2 separate regions of the Mus musculus genome follow, and region 2 is linked to region 1. The links are chromatin contacts, called in public Hi-C maps. All regions are on one chromosome and are shown on one strand. Each heading gives the region's core, a stretch centred on a gene start, on an enhancer-like site or on the middle of the called end of the contact. The rest is flanking DNA. Distances are from core to core; before and after follow the strand shown. Region 1 overlaps Ntrk3 (neurotrophic tyrosine kinase, receptor, type 3). Region 2 overlaps Ntrk3 (neurotrophic tyrosine kinase, receptor, type 3).

What was found. Hi-C and Micro-C count contacts between places; a contact is called where the count stands out from the background.
Region 2: a contact with region 1 is called in a Hi-C map of the N1E-115 cell line, with 1.6 times the contacts expected there. The contact joins two enhancer-like sites. A contact is called at or near these places in 1 of 484 Hi-C or Micro-C datasets (the N1E-115 cell line) and 1 of 9 other capture datasets (liver).

What each region holds. Positions count from the first base shown.
Region 1 is chr7:78,190,026-78,193,056 of GRCm38.p6, forward strand. It overlaps Ntrk3 (neurotrophic tyrosine kinase, receptor, type 3), which reads right to left. Exons shown (of 17, transcript NM_008746.5): 17 at 2,089-2,719. The coding sequence ends at 2,534. Among named protein-coding and RNA genes, the nearest start is that of Gm39038, 380 kb to the right of the region's middle. Within about 2 kb of position 1,441, at least 51 of the 459 cell types and tissues checked have an H3K27ac peak or open chromatin away from gene starts, as enhancers often do. A contact at or near this core is called in the N1E-115 cell line, where this site is marked.
Region 2 is chr7:78,360,055-78,363,085 of GRCm38.p6, forward strand. The region is part of intron 11 of Ntrk3 (neurotrophic tyrosine kinase, receptor, type 3); the gene reads right to left. Among named protein-coding and RNA genes, the nearest start is that of Gm39038, 210 kb to the right of the region's middle. Within about 2 kb of position 1,582, at least 14 of the 459 cell types and tissues checked have an H3K27ac peak or open chromatin away from gene starts, as enhancers often do. A contact at or near this core is called in the N1E-115 cell line, where this site is marked.

The DNA.
Region 1 (3,031 bases), core at 191-2,690:
TAATAATGGAGGACACAGAGAGAAGGTAACCCTGATGCCAATGCGGATGTTCATGGAACTAACAAAGGACACCTGAGCAAGTTCAGTCTTGTCTTTTCTCCTAACTGTCCCACTAGGGCTATAAATGCCTTCAGTTATCCACTTCTTTCGAAACCAGAAAGCCTTAAGAGACTGTTTTGGGAAAGGTTAGATCTTGGAACATCACTTTTAACTGGACAACAGATTCCCCACAGGCCCCTCTAGGCCCCTGCCTGAATGCTTCCCCTCTAGTTATCCAGCTTTTCAGATTAAAACCTGAATGGAAACTTCCACCCAGCAGACACCTCTCTAGTAGAGGCTGAAAGCCTCAGGTGGTGGACCAATTCAAGAAGTAATAAGAGGAGTAATTACCATAGGATAGCAAAGGGTGCTTTTGAAGAAGGGACCAATCCAAAGAGCTTTCCCCTACTCAGGGGCCAGATATCTAGTACAGTAAGAAGTTCCACTCTGAAATCCCAGTTAGCCCAGCACCCTCCCCAGTCCAGCTGAGCAGCCTGCTGATCCCTGAATCCCAACCATGGCTACAATCGGAGCACAGCTCTTTTCTATTGAATAAAAACATGTGTTGGTCTTTAAAAAAATAAAGTAAATCCACAACCACATAATCCAGTTCTAAACAGGCCACAGAGTTGCTCAAACTTCAGCTGCCTTCACTGGTCAGGGTGTCCAGGCTGTAGACTTCCTGCAGCTGGCAAGGAGAGGGGTTAGTCAGCAGCTCCTGGGAGCTTCTGATAGAAAACAGTCAGTCTGTTAGGTAGCTCTGTGCTTGGGATGAGGTGGAGAGACAGGTACCCTAGGGAGAGCACAACCCTCTTTCCCCAGCAAGACCTGTCTGTGCAGCCAAGCTCTTGGCTCCCTGGAGCGGTTCATTGTTGTGTGTGAGAGCTTCACTTTTGCAGTCCTCCAGTGCACAGTGGGGAAGGCAGTGATTCCCCTGGCGCTGGGACCCAGGGGACTGGTCCCAGTCGAGACGCTTCATTCTCTCTCATTCCGGGTCAGAGCTTGGTCCTCATTAAGATGCCAAGCCTGCGGCACAGGCCACTCGTTGGACATCTTCCAGAGAAGCCGCAGCCCCTCCCCCGACACCCAGCCCACAAAGCGATTTCTCAGTCTCTGCCTTTTCACAACAGCTCAAAGGCAGATGCATCAATCCTTCCAAGGGCTGAAAACGTGAGGAGAATGGCAAGGGCTCAGCACAGGTGCCAAGTAGATTCTTCTCTGCTGGCTTTTGCCAGTGCCAGTGCCTGGCTCCTTGAAATGCACGTGCCTTGGGTTCTCACCTGGATTTCTTCCCTGTCAGTGCGGTTTACCCAGGATTTGATAGAACCTCAGTATAGGGGCGAAGCAAGATAAGAAATACAACCCAAGGGAGATGCCTAATTAGGACCTGGGAGGAACTAAGTCTCTTGCTATCAGAGCCCTGAAGCCTGCTGTGTCCACATTAGCGGATGGCAGCAGAGAAGGTGGATACTAAACCTCCAAGCTCCCCAAGGGCCTGAAAACGAAAGGACAGGCCAAGAGTCCTCCCAGAGATGGGAAGATGAGCGGCAGTGCCTTGGTAGGATTAGACTTCGGCTGTACTTACTTTCTAGGTTCTTTAATCCACCAAGTCCAGTTCTTCAAGTTCAGAGGATGAAACTCTTCAAACCTAGTAAGGATCGTGAGCGAGATTTACATCTGGAAAGGTGGGGTTTGCTCTCCCCGGAGTCCTCTGCCCTTTCTTGTTCGGTGGTTACTCGACCATGGATGGCTTTGTGTGGTCTGGTGTTGGTATTTGTTCAGTATTTACCCGTAGGTGTCATCATTGATTTCCAAAAAGCATCAGGACTATATACTTTATAGAATGGACAAATTAGAAAATTGTCCCAAAGAGGCGGAAAGGGGGAAGAGTAGAGGCAAAGGTAAAGGCAAACCAGAGATGATTCCGAAGGGCTTGGACTTCAGAATTGTTTCATTGCCAGACACCTTCAATGGGTCACGCTTGCGCACTGAAGATCGTGCGCCACCCCGCCTCTTCCCAGCCTCTCTCTCTGCTGGGTCAAGACTAAGATCTCCGAAAAGCCAGACCTGAAAAAAGCACGGGCCACAGCTTAAGTCAAGGGAATTTCATTTGTGTTAATAATAATACTTAATTTTTTCTCAGTTATTAATGTCTTACTGTTTTCTGTATCAGCAGCTTCTCTGTGTATTAGAGAAGGTAATTCTCTGTAGATATAGATAGATAGATAGTTATATATATATATAAATATATATGTCAAACTGCCTTACAGGGTTTCTTTCTTTTGTTTTTTCTTTTTGTTTGTTTGGTTTTTTTTGTTTTCTTTTGTTTTGTTTTGTTTAAATTCAGTGTTGTATGTGTAGCAGGCACTTGAGTTTATATGAAGATGTTCGTTTCCGTCAAAAATGGAAGAAAGGAGTTGAGATGAGGAAAAAGAGGAAAGGAAGCAGGGAGAGAGGAGGCAACAGAGTATAAATGCTTGGCCACCAGTCACCACTAGCCAAGAATGTCCAGGTAGATCGGGGTGGCCTTCCCCAAAGCATGGAGGATTTTGTAGATCTCCTTAATATTCAGCCGCTGCTGTGGTTCCCTCTGCCAGCACCCCAGCATGACATCATACACTTCTTTAGGGCAGACTCTGGGTCTCTCCAAGACACGGCCTTGGGTGATGCATTCAATGACCTGAAAGAGCAAGAATGAAAGACGTTATATCCAGAAGTTTATTCAAAGCCCATCCTTGGTCCTGGGACTTCTGCCTAGCCCAAGATGTGAGCTTTTCTCATAGAACAGCTTCAGCCCAGGCAGAACACACACAGGCAGAAGTCTGGTTAGAGAATAGCCTTGGTTTTCTTCTCCACCTGAGCAGGGGGTACAGAGGTGATGAGCAGTGTAGGGTGGATCTTACTTACTGCTGCTCTTCGTGCTGGACCTGCTGGGCCAGGGCACACGGACCCTGAATCCACATAGCCATCCTTCCCATTTGCTTCAAAGTTC
Region 2 (3,031 bases), core at 332-2,831, 170 kb after region 1:
CCCCCCTACCCCCACCCCCCACCCCCTGCTCTGAAAGCTCTTTTAGGAGCTGAGGTCATGGAAGCTACATTTGCCAAGAGCCTCCAGACATCTGAGGTACAGCAGTATTCTGTACACCTGGAAGGCATGCAACACCCTCTGCTTCTTTAGAAGCCAGTAAACAGTGGAGAGGACACAGCTCTTCCATGGGGACACTTGGGAAAGCGTGAAGCAGAGCTCCAGTCTCTTAGACTGGACCAGGGCAGAGCAGTAGCTCCTGGAGACACAGATTTGTTGTTTTAAGCTGTCAAGCTTGGTGGAGGCACTATGGACTCTCCATAACTAACATGTTCTTTGGGTCTTTTCATTTAGACCATTTTCATGCTTTACCCCATCTTGAAGAAACTTCTACAAGGGCTGGGGAGATGTTAAATAAAATGCTTGTTGTGCATGCATGAGGCCTAGGTTTGGCTTTCCAACACATACATAAAAAGCCCCCTGTGTGCCTGTCTGATGGCAGCACTGACAGATGAAAGTAGGAGGGTCCTGGGGGCGTTCTGGACATCTGGTGTAGCCAATCAGTGAACTCCAGGTTCAGTGAGTGGTTCTGTCTCAAAATGGAGAGGTGGCGAATGATACGCAAAGACACCTAAGGTCAATTCCTAGGCTACGCTTGCACACTCACAGATACACACACACACACACTCACATAAACACAAATGCACACACAGACATACACAGACACACACAGACAAACACACATAACAAGCCTACACATACCTCTACAAAAGTAATCCTTCATTCAAAGGATAAATGTGTGCTGGTCTCAGCGGGGCAATTCATTTCTAAGTGCCTCCTCTCCACCCTTAGCCCCAAAGGTACACTTCCATTTCCATCCGTACATGGAATGAGACCGTGACCACCAAGATAGGACACACACGAGACGTAAAAGAAACCTGGAAGAGCCTCGTGCTTTTTCCATGTGTCAGCATGAAGCAAAACATGCCAACCTTTGGATTAAGAAAGTGAGTTTTTAAAACCTCAACCTTTTCCCACTGATAAAATTCAAAAACTGACATGTCCCCGGTGTGCAAGAGTTCCGCATCAACAAATCTGGGAGCAGGAACTCATAAACGGGGAAGAAGGGAAACCACAACAAACACAATTAAAAATCCAGCCATGCTTAGATAGGGATTCCATTTACTGTCTCATAAAAAGAGCCTGGTCCTCAGAGGCAAACAAAAGAAAATCAATTTCTTAATTTTTATTGGCAGATGTGGGACAGAAGCCAAGTGAAGAGAGGCTGTGACCGAGAGAGTTCCTGGGGACAAGTCACTGCCTTCGATTCCTGCCCAGATCCAATGGGCCCTCCCCTCTGCTTCCTCCTGGATAGATTTTGCCCAGAGTGACCTCTAGGGCACAGGAGGCTCTGCAGGCTGCCCAACAAGGCATGCCCTCCTCACTACTCGGCTCCTCTCCCAGAAGCATTTCCCAAAAGGCAAGCTTTATTCTCTGGCTCCAATTCCCTCCTAGCCCTTACAGGAACCAAAGGCGGTGTTCATGCTTCAGAGCATTCAGAGCCTGGAGAGATCTTAGTGATTGAAAATGATGCCTATGATCAGCCAGCCTGCGAACATGCTTAAGGAGAGGAAAAGCAGACCCAGTATTCTGAAGACTCGCTTCCCTTATCTCACTCAGTCATCGAAACCAGCCCTGGGGGTTGATCCTCTTATCCACTGTGATGCAGCTGAGGAAATTGAAGCTCAAGGTTTTATAATTTGCCCAAGGTCACCCAGTTAATAAACAGTAAATACAGCCTTATCTATCTGGTTTCCAAGTCTGAGTTTATCCCGCTGTCCTAGGCTGGCTCAGGTCCCAGCATCTGCTTATGAGGATGGGGCAATTATAGTGGGTCAATCACTGTACCTTTCCCAGATACACTGTGTGTGTGTGCAATGTGTGCAGTGTGTGTATGCAATGTGTGTTCTGTGTATGTGCAATGTATATGTGTGCAGTGTATGTGTGTGCAGTTTGTGTGTGCAATGTGTGTTCTGTGTATGTGCAGTGTATGTGTGTGCAGTGTATGTGTATGCAGTGCATGTGTGTGCAGTGTGTGTGTGTATGTGTGTGCAGTATGTGTGCAGTGTGTGTATGTGTGTGCAGTGTGTGTGCAGTTTGTGTGTGTGCAATGTGTGTTCTATGTATGTGCAGTGTATGTGTGTACAGTGTATGTGTGTGTGTGTTATGTTGGAGATGAGAAGTAGCCCATTGCCTTGTGCATGCTAGATGAGTACTCTACCACTGAAATATGTCTGAACCTTTCAGTTCTAGTCTTAACATCCAGTCAGACCCACAGGGAACTGGCCTTGTACAAGAAAGAAAATCTCAACATTTTCCTAGGAAACTTTAGAGCTAGAAAATTGTAACACCAAGTTGTAGTGATTAGAAGCAACAGAAAATTCAAGGGCAAAGGGATGGCCAGAAGCGTGGGGTCCAGAGAGTGGAAAAATGCTTTCAACCTAGAGGAAAGGCAGTCAGCCTCCTCCAAAGACTGTGTGCAGATGTTGCATCAACAGGAAGAAAATAATTACTTTCCAATTGCATATCTAAGATGATTAGAATCCAAAATGCTAGTGTTCTTTGTCCAAGGCTCCCCAAAAGAGTTCTTAGCTCAAGTCTGGACATGTCTTAATTCAGCTTCAGCCATTGTTGTATCATTACTACACACAATTCAACAAGAAGGCTAGGGAGATGGCTCAGCCATTAAAGCACTTGTTCTGCAAGGAATACAGTTTGGGTCCCTATGACCCTCATAAATGCTGGATAGGTATGGCAGCCAGCTTTTAATTCCAGCACTCAGAGGTGGAGACAGGGGTTCCCGGGACAAGTTGATTAGCTGGACTAGCTATATAGGCAAGCTCTGGATACAATTGGGAGACCCTGTAATTAAGTATAAAGCAATCAAGGAAGGCTCTCAACGTCAGCTTTGGGCCTTTACATGCACTCTAATATATATGCAAACGAGGGTGCACACCACACACATAGATACATG